Linked DNA regions of Gossypium hirsutum: region 1 is linked to region 2. A link is a contact called in public Hi-C data. All regions are on one chromosome and are shown on one strand. Each heading gives the region's core, a stretch centred on a gene start, on an enhancer-like site or on the middle of the called end of the contact. The rest is flanking DNA. Distances are from core to core; before and after follow the strand shown.

Region 1 (5,070 bases), core at 25-2,524, 620 kb before region 2:
AGAATTATAAAAAAAAAAAAAAACACACCTGCATATGAAGATCAAGCAAATGAAGATTAGTAACAACAGCTCGAACAATACTTTCTCTCGCAGAAGCAAACTCCTGTCTATCCCAAAGTGTCAAAATAGCAATTATTGACTGTGAAGCCCACTCAGGCTTCCCTCCAGGCACATCAGCCAAATACAACATATTAATCCCGACGTCAAAAATCAACGCAGGTTCCAGCGAAGATGCCAGAAATGGAGCCAAATGAGTGACTAAATCCGACACACCAACTAATTTCTCCGCATTGGAATCCACCACAGTCCCATTCACTTTAGAACCCTTTGAAATCTTCCTTATAACTTCCAATCCCCCCGAAGCCACTGCCTTAACTGCATAAACTAAAGGAAAAACAGTTGCTCGAAAACTCTCAACCGGTAAAATCAATGACCTTGCCATTAAAGTGCTGCGTTTTTTCCAAACGAAATCAACCATTGAAGAAACCCAATTTGACCTTATAGCCAAAGAATTTTCACTATCAACAAGCTTATCACCAGCTAATCTGCTCATCCTTTTTGAATCCAATTCCTGAAATAATCTCCCCACGGATTCAAATGCTACCTTTGAAACCGTGTCGGACTTGTCCAACATATTCTGCCCAATCCGAGCCCACCAAGCTGATACCTTATCGAGAAGATTAACATTGTTTTCACACAACGTTACGAGATCGTCTCTAGCGAGAACACATCCTAGAGTCTCGGTGATGGAGAACCGGAGGTTATCGGAAGGGGAATCGAAACAAGCAGAGATCTCGGCATTGGAATCGGTGATAAGTTTGGCGAGGGAATAAGAAGGGATGGCAGCGAGGATGGAGACTGCAGCAGCAACGACATCGGGATCGGGGAAGTGGAAGTCGTTACGGATGCCGGTAGAGACAGAATCCCAAAGGTCGGCGGTTAAACGAGTGGATCGGATGAGGTCGAAGGCAAGCTTTTTGCAGACGGCGGAGGCAGGGGCGGCGACGATTTCTTCAACGGCGGATTTGGCAATTATGGAAATGTCGCGACCGGCGGCGGATTGTTGGAGGGCGGAGAGAAGAGCGCTGGACTGGCGGAGAGCATCGTTTGAGCGGAGATCCGCTTGGATTTGAGCAAAAAGAATATCCATTAACAAAAAAATTATTTGGGTTTCTCAATGGAACATCGGGATGAAGTTCGAACTAGTCAATTTGAAGATCTGATCTGATACAACGAAGAGGTGCAAGAAAGCAGTTATCAAAATGAAAATGTTAGCTCCGGACCAGCTTGGCATTGTGGTTGAACCAAATTGGGCCGGGTCTGTATATGAACTTGCATCGGTTTTCGGTTCGGCCTATGTTTGTTGGTTTGGACTTTGGTTATTGGTTGTAAAAAGTTTTTAAATATTAAATAATGTTATACATTTAATAGAAATATGTATTTTATTAAATTGAACAAATTTTAATATAAATTTAAGGGGTTAAATGTTTAAATTTCATGGCATATAATATTTTTGGGGCAAATTATACAGTAGGTCACTCTAAAATAGTGTCATTTTTATTTTGATCATTTTATTTTTTTGTCAATTTAGTCACTCTGAATAAGATAATTGCTCGAATTAGACACTATCGTTAAAATTTTTGTTAATCCACTAACGGATGTTGAAATATCATTTTTTTTTACTTTTAACTAAAGTTAGTACCTTCTTTGTAATTAGTCTAAAATACTTTTTTCTTGTTCATTTGCAACATAATACTAAAGTTGGTAAGTTCTCTTTTTCCTTTTTGTTGTTTGTTTCCTCGGAAAAGTATCAAAGGAAAATGAGGATAGTTTTGACTTGTTTGTTGACTTATAGGTTTTACCGTGAGTATTATGCTCATAGTGTTTATTTGTGCACGCTTGATTTGTGCTCAGATTCAGCTACGTGCTTTTCAGAGATCCTTTGCAATTTCTTCAAGATCTAATCTTAGTATGGTAAGTTTTTCTTTACTTTTTTTTTTTAAGAAAATTTATTTTTTCTTCTTAATTTTTAAATTTCTAGGATTTGATTGTGTTCTGTTTCATCGTGCGTGTTTAGTTTATTAACAAATCTAGTTTTGTTGGGTGTTCAACTTTATTGATGAAAACAATGATTTCCCAAAAATATTTCGTCTTTTTTTTTCCATAGCAATTATGTTATTGTTACTAGATGCGTGTTGAAATTAATAATGGAAAGATGATTTTGAGGGTACCCAAGGGAAGATTTTAAGATTTTTATAAAGTAATTTTTAAGTTTTTTCTTTTATTTTCTTCTTTGTGTGTTCTTTTTGAAAAATTTTAAGAGAAAATCAAATTAAAGAAAAGAAAAAGAGTGATATAATTACCTAAGAAATTAGAACATGGGTTATTTTGGACAAGCCAAATAAACAAGTCAAAACTATCTTCATTTTTCTCTTTTACTTTTCCTAAGAAACAAACAACAACAAAAGAAAAAGAGAACTTCCAAACCTTAGTCTTATGTTGCAAATAAACAAAATAAGAAAGTGTTTTGAACTAATTATAAAGAGCTTTCTAGCTATACTCAAAGGTAAAAAAAAAAAAGCCATGTTAGCAATCCGTTAGTGGTTTAACGAAAATTTTAACAACAGTGACCAATTCGAGCAATTATCTTAATTAGAGTAATTAAATTGACAAAATAATTAGAGTGACCAAAATAGGAGCAATGTTATTTTAGAGTGACCTGAAGCGCAGTTTACCCAATAATTTTTTATTTTTTTAATTAAACTTATTTGAAGGATTTTTAATTAAATGGTATGTACCAAATTAAATTCACAACTTATTAAACCAAATACTCGAATACAATTTTCACAACAACAGTTCAAATTCAATTAGATTATATTAAATATGAAAATGACATTTAGTAAACACAATATGTATACATCCATCAAGATTATCAGTAGTTTGAAGAAAAATATTAGTAAAATGTTAAATTTTGAATATAACAAATAAGGTTGAAACGTAATTTGAAAGAAATTAATTTATTATTGCAGAAATAGAGGAAGTAGTTATAAGGAATAATTATAAGTACTAACAGTAACTGCAAAAAAAAAACATAAAACAATTTCTTTCGCAATTTGATTTTTCAATGTTTGCTGGAGTTTTATCTTGAAAGATAATTCACTATCTTTAATCTTGTAAAAATAATGATTTAATTGCTATCACATTGGTATAACAATCTTACCTTCACATTAAAGATCTAGATTCCTCTCCACTAAATTTTCTACTAAATTTTCCCCTGAAAACTAAGTTTGTAAAACCAAGTAATTCACTTATAAAAACAATAATTGTTAATAATAGCTATTGTGAACATTGTTGGAAAGCTAGTTGAATATAATTGGCATGTTATAGACTACATGAGCTCGTTATAGTGTTTGTTGGCTGCTTGTAGTGCTTGGGAGTATCAAAATGGCACATTCTGCGTATTATGGGATTTGGATGGCTAAGTCGTGCTTTGCACACACCGAAATATCGTAATTAATATTTTATCATATCGTAACAGGGCATCGAATGATTATCTACATATTCCATGTAATTTTTCATAAATGGTTACATAGGCTAAAAGGCTAAAAGTTTAAAAAAGTTAGTGTAGGATATGATGTGATATTGACTTCCTACTTGTTAAAGTTAACATAGTTGTAAAGGAAAATTCAAGTGCAAGAGTATGTTCAGATTATAAATTTTGATTTGTGGTGGGATTGATAGTATGTGTAACATCCCTCACCATTTTCAGACGATCGGTGCGGTTGAAAGATGTCACCGAAGAATGTACGAGTAAGAAATATTGGATTTGTTTAAAGATTGGAAATTTAAAATATTTTTATAAAATAATTAAAATATATTTTAGACAAGATTCAAACTTTTAAAATCATTTAAGATTTATTCAAGGTTAATTGGAGGTGATCGAAACCCAAAATGATCTCTAAGAGGTCAAAACAACTTTAAAATAGTACAATGCTGAAAATAGGTGTGACGTTGCAACATGGGGACTTTTGACATCACAACAACACTTACTGAGTAGCGAGGTTGCGACATGAATTATGCGACATCGGGTGGCAAGGTTGCGATATTGCAATTTTGTGTTCATGACATAACTCATTAAATATGTCCAAAACACTTCAAAATGTTTTCTTAAGTCCATTTATTCATGACATCTCTAACACATGCTTAAAAATATCCCAAATATATATGAAAGCCACTATAACAAACTTTAAATTTGCAATTTATAATCCTCAAAGGTAAGTAATTATGCATATCATTAATTTACCAAAAGAAGGATAAGATGATGAAATAACGAGTGTAGCTTGCAAGCTCAAATTTAAACAACATTCAACACAAAGACCAAGTAATATGAAATTAACATAGTTACTTATGTAGACACCTAGACTCATGGGCCGTGGTTCAAAGCCCATGACCATGGTACAAAGAACGTCCTATAGAGGTCAATCTATTAAATAAGGCTTATTTGACCCACGAAAGTTGGCTTGATTCGATGAACAAGTGATTAAGCCCATCTACTTGAAGCCTTGGTGGCCTAGTGAGGCAATTATGGGAAATTAAGGCTACCTTGGTAAATAGAGAAACTAATATCAGAAGATTTGTAATCTAATAATATTTGATTTTATTACCTAGGAGATTATGTAAATCCCTTAATTATAGATATGCTTTGATCATGTTCATCAATGTAATTCGGTCTAAACCATTGGTTTTGGGGGAGCTCAACTATAAATAGAGAGTCTCCCCCTCATTTGTAATAATCCATTGTTTTGTATTCTTTGAGTGAAAGAATATATTGAAAGCATTTACTCAAACACCTTGTGTGCATTTCTTTTTTTGTGGCTATTCTGCTATTTCAAGCTTCTTTTGTCTTTGAGATTGCTTCCGCCATATTTTTGGTGCCTTAGAAGAATTCTGTGAGACTCCTCACTTTGCAAAAGTTAGGCTGACTTAAGCGCATTTGAAGCGAAGGAATCGCCTATGGCTGCATGGATATAAGACGAAAGGTCTAGCCCCGTGACACCTAGTACATGCCAC
Region 2 (4,563 bases), core at 2,025-4,524:
CTTATATACAAATTTCAATTCAATATCTCAACCATAGCAATTCATCAAACAATATTATATTTCCACAATTTAAATTTGGACATATCATGAACCTTAGGTTCATTTCTCAATCTCATCTCACATTTCAATTCACAATTCAACTTTTTCATTTCATTTCAGTAGCTCATTCGATCAACTCGTTCGGTTTATTATTTCATTAATTACCCTATTAACAAAACTCGGACTTTGGTGGATACACGGATCCAACCAAACACACCAGAATGGCACCCAGTGCCTCATCGGATAGTTCGAAGCAATAGTTGACACCCAGTGTCTCATCGGCAAAGCCGAAGAAAGTTGGTACCCAGTACCTCATCGAATCTATCCGAAGAAATATAGTGACACCTAGTGTCTCATCGACTCGAGGTCGAAGTATCCCTGAACTCTTCCAATCCTATGGCATGCCAACTATATCCGACTCAGCCCGACTAGTTAATAGGGTATTTAAATCACATATATTCTCAATTCAATCACAATTTCTCACATTTTCAATTCAATCATTTTTCCACCTTTCAATCAATAATTATTTCACAACTTCACACATTTTCACAACTCAATACATTTCCATACAATTTAATACCATTCACAATTCGATTCAAATTCATTTCCCGCTTTCAATCAACAAACAATTCAAATATTATTTCATATCAACTATTCAATTTAATTCCCACTCATAATAATAATAATAATAATATTAATACTTACCTCACATTTCATTTACTAGACACATAAATTAAAATTTAACATTTAAAAATAAATAATTTGAATTATAGTAATACAAACCGTAATTTTCTCGAGTTTACTCCTCGATAATCTTCTCTTTTCCCTTCCGTGCCGACGCTTCTGGTTCTTTGCTAGCTACGAAAATGATAATAATTTATACTATTAATTTCAGCACTAATTATGATAAATAATTAAATTTCTATTCAATTTCTTCCTTATTCTCAATTTAATCCTAACTAAATTCACTTACTTTTCTAGTTCAATTCACACTCTATTTCTATTCAAATTTCATCCAAACTCAAATTTAACTATTAAAATTTCGGCATATTTTCCTAATTTCGAATTTCCCTCAATTTAGTCCCTAGAATATAAAACTTATAGTTTCTTTTACAATTTAATCCCTTTTTCAATTCTAACTTAAAATTCATTCAATTTAATCCCTAATTCAACAATTTATTCAACATAAAATATACTTGAAAACCTATGAACTTACAAAATATCAACTTAATTCCATCAAAAATTTGTTTTAAAGCTTTTAAAACATTAGAATTAAGAGAAAAGGGCTAATTTGACTTACCAAATTAAATTCAAGCTTCAAAAACCATATTTTCCCTTTTTCTTTTTCTTTCTTTCTTTCTCCCCTGTTTCTCCCCTGTTTCGTCTCTTTCTCTGTTCCTTTGTTCTTTCTATTCTGTTTCTTTTCTGTTTTGTTTCTTTCTTTTTCTTTTTATTTCCTTTTATTTAATTACTTTAATATAATAATAATTAAAACAAATATCTACTTAGTAATTAATAAAAATATTACAAATGTATGTATTTTATTAATACACTTGTATTAAATTATCACCATACATTTGTCTTTATTTAATTTATTTCTTAATATAATATTTATAATGTAATTAATTTAATAATATACTTTATAATTAATTTATATATTTATATAAATAATAATATAAAAATCTAAGATTTTTACAATGTTATGCCGCCTCAACTTCCAAATGTGGCTTAATTGCCCATTTGGTCCCTATTATTTTCCTTTAATCTATAATTAACTTTCACTTCTATTGCAATTTAATCCTTTTTGCTAATTACTCATAATTAAGCTAAATTCATCGATCTAAAACCTAATTAAACACACAACTAGTCTAGTAAATATTTCTAATAATTATTTTCGAACTCAATTTACTAAGACGGAGGCCCGATATTATACTTTTCCGATGCCCGTGAATTTTGGGTCATTACATTTTATCTCGGATTTGTGGTCCTGAAACCACTATTCCGATTAGGCCCTAATTCGGGATATTACATCTAACATGAGTCAATTGCTCATCATGCCTAAATTTGATAGTCACTATCTTATCAAGGTTAGAGATGAACATAGCCTAGATGAACATAGCCTTTGTTGACGGGACTGACTTCATATTTTTGTTTAACTTTTCATGGTTTGTTATCCATGAAGAGAAAAAGAGAGAGATTATCATTTTTTTAGTCGAACCTTTAAAACATGTACAAAAGTGATTTGAGTTTTTTCAAGTGTCAAACTTTACGAATGAAATGTTGTGTTTATAGGATTAAATTATAGATTACATGATCTTGGATACCATATGCGATATTATAGCGGAGAGTGAATTGGTTTGTGGTGTTGACCATTTTTGCTCAAACAAGAACTTTGAGACATTTGATAAGAGTTGAATCTTTTATGTGCCATGTTGTATATGGGTGTAGAAAGTCGGGTAGACTATACCTAGGTTGAGTGAGGTTTCTATAATACCTATGTAGAACAAAAACAAGCTTTTATCCAAAAAAAAAAAATTCTAATTTTTATTTAAATAATATCTTGAAATTTGAAATTTAATTTTTTTAATTTAATATAATTTGATCTCTTTGTTTTTATTATATTATTAGTAGGTTAAAATTGATAACACTATTATTTATTGTCGTTATGACATAATTTTTAGATAAAAAATAAAAATTAAATATTTGATTAAAATGTGAATTTTGTTACTAGTTGACTAGATTTTTCATCGATTGTGTAATTGAGTAATAATTTTAAAAAAATATTATTACTTTAATGGTAGGAATAAGAGAAATAATAGGGAATTAAGGAACTATCCTAAGTACATTGTGATGCAGTTCGTGAATCCCTTCATTTAAAGGCGAAGTGAAAACTGAAAGATTCGGTAGCATGGAACTAGCCATTCGACATAGAGCACCAGCTGCTTTATTGCCTTCCCCGTAAGTGTGAATGGTGCTATTAATGACATCATAAAAAAAATTATGGGAAATTGAAGTAGAAGGAATAAATTTTGAATTTTAGAATAGTACAGGGACTAAAACAATAATTGACAAAAAACAAATTTGAATGATTAATAGTGCTAAATCAGCATGCCAAAAGCGGACGTTCGAGATCGATCTTAAATCGAACCGTCCGTTGACTTTCATCCTGAATCTAGCGGTCATAATTTCTCCAAAAGAAGCAAAAGCCCTTTAAATAGAGAGACGAGATACGAAGTTAAACTCCCTTCCTGATCTCGCCAATAATCTTTTTCGATCCAAAATTTTAAAATTCAATAAAACATTTTTCCTTTCTATTTTAAGAATATTAATTATTAGTTTCTCTAGGGTTTCTTGATCTAGAGTTTTCTCCTGTTTGTGCCTTTTTTTTTTGCTTCTCTCTTTTACTTTGTCGGCGAAACGATTGAGGAAGGGAAGAAAGGGTTCTCGACATAGGAGGAACAGTGAGCGAGCAGTGACAGACTGGTAATTGTTACTGGTTTCTTATGGGTTTTAGATTTCTTTTTGGATCCGGGTTTGGGTTTTATTCTTAGGGCGAGAGGGGTTTGATATTGGATTAGGGTTTTTGTTGTATCAAGCTTCTTCTGTTGTAAAGATTTGAGGCTTTATCTAGTAAATGATACTATATATTTTCAATTTAAATCAGTAAGCTAGTTTTTCTACTTGCAATTTTAGCTTTCCTGCATGATTGAAATTTTATTAAATGCGAATTTCGCGTTCTTGCCTTTTAGGTGTTTTATAGAGTTCAATATGGTGGGTTTTTTTCTTAATTAATGTGGTGAATTTGGGGTTTCTAAAGATGGGTAGTGTAAATAAAATTCAGGATCTGGGTAAATGCAGGTAAGAGCTGCTTTAATTGAACTGTGAATAAGTTCAATTTATTCTCGTGCTGTTTAATTCCTTTCCCATCGTCGGGAAAATTTTAAATCTGGATTTATTCACTGTGGAATGGGAGAATTTGGTTCCTATTAATGTTCTCTTCTCTAGTGTTTAATCTAGTGAATTTGTGTCTTTCAAAAGATAAATAGTTCAAGAAAGTATTCACAATGGTTAAATATTTTATATTTGGGTAAGTGCGGTGGGAATTGATTTAAACTTGTTTAAAACTTTTACTGACCTTTACTCTAGTAGTTGTAGTTAAAGGGTGGATTTATAGTTACTCTAGAAAATCAGATGGGATAATTTTGCTCCTATGGCTGATATCTTCAGAGTGCGGCAATTAAGTCAGCAGCTCCTTTACACTGAATAAAGGGATATAAGAAGAAAGGTGCTTTGGCTAAGATGTTGGCAAAGCGTGATAGGTTTGCAGGAGAGTATTACTGTGGCCCGTATGAGCCTCCTGGTGAATCAGAGGGATCTGGTAGCTCAGGAAGAATTGATATGGAGTTTACTGCTTCAGAAGATTCAAGTGCACCGCAGAGAAAATGTATCAGTTTGAACCCTGATAAACTTGGCACCTTTGGTGTCCGTACGGAAGTGCTGTCACTGTCAAAATTGTCACAGTTT

Evidence for each region. Hi-C and Micro-C count contacts between places; a contact is called where the count stands out from the background.
Region 1: a Hi-C map of leaf shows a contact between it and region 2, with 2.0 times the contacts expected there. The contact joins the promoter of LOC107888729 here to the promoter of LOC107888707 in region 2. A contact is called at or near these places in 7 of 34 Hi-C or Micro-C datasets (callus, hypocotyl and leaf).

Annotation. Positions count from the first base shown.
Region 1 is chrA09:15,797,798-15,802,867 of Gossypium_hirsutum_v2.1, reverse strand. LOC107888729 (protein TPLATE) reads right to left here and starts at 1,274. Exons shown (of 7, transcript XM_041077806.1): 1 at 29-1,274. The coding sequence starts at 1,150.
Region 2 is chrA09:15,177,624-15,182,186 of Gossypium_hirsutum_v2.1, reverse strand. It overlaps LOC107888707 (transcription factor GTE8), which reads left to right and starts at 3,274. Exons shown (of 10, transcript XM_016812884.2): 1 at 3,274-4,563. The coding sequence starts at 4,339.